2 separate regions of the Manis pentadactyla genome follow, and region 2 is linked to region 1. Evidence: chromatin contacts called from public Hi-C data. All regions are on one chromosome and are shown on one strand. The core of a region is the stretch at or near the end of the contact, and the rest is flanking DNA. Distances in the headings are between cores, read along the strand shown.

What was found. Hi-C and Micro-C count contacts between places; a contact is called where the count stands out from the background.
Region 2: a Hi-C map of fibroblasts shows a contact between it and region 1, with 4 times the contacts expected there. The contact joins the promoter of GPRC5B here to the promoter of KNOP1 in region 1. A contact is called at or near these places in 2 of 3 Hi-C or Micro-C datasets (fibroblasts and skin fibroblasts).

The regions. Positions count from the first base shown.
Region 1 is chr10:75,301,724-75,304,250 of mManPen7.hap1, forward strand. It overlaps KNOP1 (lysine rich nucleolar protein 1), which reads right to left and starts at 1,268. Exons shown (of 5, transcript XM_036917049.2): 1 at 1,151-1,268. IQCK (IQ motif containing K) reads left to right here and starts at 865. Exons shown (of 9, transcript XM_057486992.1): 1 at 865-1,039. The coding sequence starts at 865.
Region 2 is chr10:75,442,782-75,445,308 of mManPen7.hap1, forward strand. GPRC5B (G protein-coupled receptor class C group 5 member B) reads right to left here and starts at 1,263. Exons shown (of 4, transcript XM_057486991.1): 1 at 1,155-1,263. The coding sequence starts at 1,191.

The sequences.
Region 1 (2,527 bases), core at 18-2,517:
AATAGATGGATCGTAATTAAGGCTTGAACAGAACGAACCTCAGCTTGCAAAGGCGAGGGATAAGGTGCGAACCTGGAGAGGGTGGAGTCAAGAAAGCCAGGAGTGCTTCGATGGGGCAGCGGTCAAAAGAACTGAGAAAAACAAAGAAGCCAAATGGGGATTATTCACATGCAACTCCAAATACATTCACTCTCCCGATATGGAAAGAAGGCCCTTACAGCGCGTCTCCTGCAAATGCAAACGCTTTCTCCAAAAGCTGTTAAATTCTGGCGGTAGTCCGTGAATACCCCATCTCAAACAGTTACTGATTGATGCTTGCAGACTTTAGTTCACTTACAATTAGTACTAACGTGTGCAAGTGGCAAAACTGAGATTTGATCCCAGCCCAAAGGACTACGCTCTACAGAATGGCACTAACACCCCAGTTTCCCCGCAAGGGAGCCTGGAGACGAGAACTGTCCCTGAGAGCCTCCGCCGAGCCACAGCTTCCGCACAAACACACACAGGTATTACGCACAGTTCCGGGCCCCGCTCCAAGGCGGAAGAACTTCCTGGAGGCGGCGGCCTCAGCCGGGGCAAGAGCACACCGGCGATCGAGAGGCGTGGATAGGAGAACGCAGGCCGCCCGCTTTTCCCTGTTCGTCGCGCTCATCCCCAGGCCCACTCTCCAGACCCCGCACCGTCCCCACTGCGTCGCGTCCCCCACACTCACCCGCAGACCAAACTTCCCCACCTCCACGTGAAAGTTCGTTCCACAGTGACCCGGAAATTAATAGCAAATCGCTGGCTCGACCCCGTGACTTCCGGCTCCTTCCAGGTCGCAGGGGGCGTGTGGGGAGCGCGGTTACCGTGGAAACTGCGGCCATGGCGGCCCCGGGGGCGGTGAGCAGCCGCATAGCCGCGCGCGAGGAGCCCGCCGGCTCAGCGGAATCCTCGGTCGTCACCCCGACGCCATTGCCCACCGTGTCCCCCGAGCTGCCTGTCTCCTCGGGGCAGGGCGCGGTGCGGGGAAAGAACCTGTGGGAGCAGATCTGCCAGGGTAGGCCGCCCGGCGGGCGAGGAGAGCCGGGCCTTGGGGCCCCGCGGACGGGGACCTACTGTGCGTCAGGCGGCTAACGCGCCAGGGCCTCCGGTCTCCCATGCTACGCACCGGGGAGCTGAGGCCCCGAGAGGCTTGCCCCGTAGTCAGGCAAAGGCAAGGAAAGCGAAATAAAGGTGACCAGGTGGTGTTGCACCAGTGGTGCTCAAACCTCAGCGAACAGGAAAGAACCGCTGGGATAGAGATGGGAGCCTATTTAAAATGTGGGTTCCTACGCCCCGCCCTCAGAGCGGCTAACTAGGTGCCGGGAATCTTGCACTTGTTTAACGAGCACCCGGGTAATTCTAACGTAGATAGTTCATGATCCGCACGTTGGGCAAGCATGGTCTATGTAGACTGGGTTTAAATCCCTCTCCACTTCTAATCTTCCTTAAAATCCCAAACGGAGTTTAGCTCACCTTTTGTGTCCCCAGGCCTTACAATACTTTTCACACACGTTGGACAAGTTATTTAACTTGTAACTCTGTAAAGTAAGCATAATAATGACATCTATTTTACGGTGTTAGGAGGAGGCAGATAGTCACAGAAAATGCTTAGCAAACTATCCGATCTACTGTAGGGTGGTTCTGTTCCTCCTCTAGGCCACTGTAAGCTCCTCGAAGTTAAGAATTAAGAGTTTTCATTTTTGTGGCTACCAATAGAACTTTCAAGTATGGTAATCACATTCAGTTATACTGTATGCTGAAACTATTATATGTCAATTATATCTTAATAAAGAAAATTTGGCAGCCCCTAGCCATATATGGTTATTGAGCACTTGAAATGTGGTTAGTGCAGCTTTGGGACTGAGTTTTTAATTTTACTTAAGTTTTAACAACTTCAGGTAGCTACATGTACTTAGTGGCTATTGTATGGGACATGATAGGTCAGCAGATGTTTCTTGAATGGATAAAAGAATGAACGTACCAATACATGGAACTAGGTAGAAGAAGAAAGAGTGATTTGTTGAAAGATGTGGGAAATACAGAGGAGGAAGAGAATAATGGCCTCAGAGTTGATATATCCCCTCAAAGGCTGTTATTTCACCTCCCATCCAGTGCTTCAATTACTTCTCCAGCGTCACATTATGACCAGAAAGGTCTGTTTCATCTTACATGTTCTTGTAACTTCTACCCGTTGCTCCTCACATCCTTGGTGCTATGACCCAAGCTGCTAATCACTGTACCCTAAAGAATCCACTCACATATTTGAAGGTGGTTATTGTGGCTTTATCCGCAGGAAAGCAAAAGACAACTTTGACTTCTTCAAGTCAAACACCTTTTCATAATACAATTTACTGCTGGTGTGTTTTTCGGGAAGCTGCTCAACTTCATCTGTAAGAGGGAGGTAATCCTTGTACCCACCTCACAAAGCTGTTGTGAGGATGGAGTAAGAATACACGTGACAGTGCTTAGCACAGGGCCTGGCATGTAGAAAGTGCTCGATAAA
Region 2 (2,527 bases), core at 13-2,512, 140 kb after region 1:
GCAGAATTGCCCTGGAGAATTTTCTGTTCCTGCCATAGTGATGACAATAACTTAACTCACAGGGCTTACTATGCTCCAGACACCCTTCTCTGCAAGTCACGTATATTTATGCTTTATAATCTGCACAAGGCAAGCACTATTACTATCTCCATTTTACAAGAAATAAAACAGGGAGGTCAGCTGGCTTGTCCAAGGTCACACAGCTAAAGAGCCGGGGAGCCAAGAGACAAACAATTATACTATTGTTACTGGGCTTTTACTACGGACCAGAGCTCTGGAAATGTCACCCAATGAGTGCATGCTGGCCAGTCTATCTAAATTAGGCTCTCCCTGCCCCCATTATGCTTTATTGCAGTACTTTTGTTCTTTGTTATTGTAGAATGTACTATAATTTTCAAATATTTTATTACCCTTTTGGTCTGTCCACCCCCACCTGGACCCCACGCTCAGGCCCTCGTCTGTCTTGTTCTGCACTAATTCCCCAGTGCCCGGCACATGGGCAGGGCTCACTGCCCACCTGCTGAATGAATGACTTAATAAATGTGGTGCCCAACCTCACATCACCTGGGCAGGGCAGAGGGTCTCATTGGTCTCATTGCCATCTTATAGAGGAGAAAACTGAGGGCCTGAGAGGGCTGAGTCCAAGTTTGATACTTGGACTGACACCAGCAGCAGTATGGCCTGGGAGCTTGTTAGACCCGCAGCCTCCCAGTGGGTGGGCTCAGCCACCCGTGTTGCTACAAGCACTGCAACAAGCCCCACGTGGGCGCTGACGCCTGTGCACACCAAGGTTTGAAGGTGGACATACACAGCAGGGGAGCCAGGACCCACGGCCCCGGCACCTTCTGCCTCCCCGCCCCTACCCATGGCCAAGTGAGGGTGCCCACTGGAGCACCCCTGCACCCCCGTCAGGTGAGCCCCACCCGGCAGCATTAGCCACCCGCTGCCTTCAGCACCAACAGTGGAGCATTTCTCTGGGAATCCCAACCTGAGCAAAACCAGATTAGAGGTTCTGAGTCAGCCACAAGCTGAGGCTGATTGGGATGGGATGAATATATGGCAGCAAACCCATGGGATGAAGGCATGCGGCTCCTCAAAAGGAATAACAAATGAATGTGAACGAATGTGCGAGACCCGGCTCACATACTAATTACCTTTGCTGCCAGCCGGGCTCCCAGAAATGTGACTCATTCAGAGGCTCTTAAGTGTACACATACACATTCCATCTCTCTCTCTCTCTCTCTCTCTCTCTCTCTCTCTCTCTCTCTCTCTCTCTCTCTCTCTCTCTCTCTCTCTCCCCCCCCCCCCCCACCCCACAGAGGAGCCAGAAGCCTCCGGCAGGTGGTGCAGCAGCACGCTCCATTTCTCCACGAGCTGGGGCCTGCAGAGGCTGGAAAGGATGCAGGCAAGACTCCTTGTGTGAGAAGCACAGCAGCGCCTGCCTGAAGGCCACACACACCGCTGGTTCTCCCGGCCCTGCTCCTCACCCAGCTGCATGAACTTCTGAGTGAGACCTTCCGGTTTCAAATCCTGCCCCTGCCACTTGCTGGCGCCCTGTGACCCTGGGCAGCTGATCTAACCTTTCTTGCCTCAGTTTCCTCATCTGCAAAATACAGGTGATAACAGTACCCATCATGTGGGGCAGGGTGAGAAAGTTTTAGGACAGTAGTTAACATAGGGGAAGCACTTACATAAAGTGTCTGTTAAATACAGAAAACCTTGGTAAATGCTCCCTTGCCCAGGGTTATGAACTTTTCTGACTGCTTTTCCATGAGGGGTGGTTGCCATGGAGATGGGGTTGGAAGGGGGCTCCCCCAGGTATTTGTCCACCACTGGTTTCCAGTCTCCCCCATTACACACCAAGCAAAGATGTCCCTGAGTGGATGCGAAGAATTGCTTTGGGGGGTGGTCTGCCCTGGGAACCCCTAAATTCTTTTTCCCACAGTAGGTACTCTGAGTGGGAGCCTCACTGTGAAGGTGGGAGCTAGAGGACCCGAGGCCAGGCTGGGTGCCTCAACACCGATGTCTCTTAGACCAGACACCTATTCTCTTGGGAACCAGCATCCCCACCTTCCCACCCACCCATGTGAAAGGAGATACAGGATGTACAAAATCTCTCTGGAACATGCCATGCTCAGCTGCCTCGCCTTAGGCCACTGGTCCTCCACCCCAACATCCCCTCCCAGCGCCCAGAAAATTGGAAGCATCTTAAACCCACTTTCTCTAAAGATGGGGCAGTGGTGCAAGAGTAGAAGGGAAAGAAAAAATGAACAGGTGGGAAAAGGGAAAGACTTTCCAAGTCCAGGGCATATTTAGTAGTTCGGTACCCAGATGAATTTACACTCCCATCAGTTTCCTCTAGCGTGGAAGCCATCGGTGGCAGGAAGTCATACAGAACTATGTGACAGTGGACATTACTTAATGTCCGACCCTCAATCTCATTGTCTGTAAAATGAAGATAATGAGATAGTGTTGCCTTCACAAGGCTGGTGTGAAAAGTACACCAAAAGTACTAAGCATGGTGCCC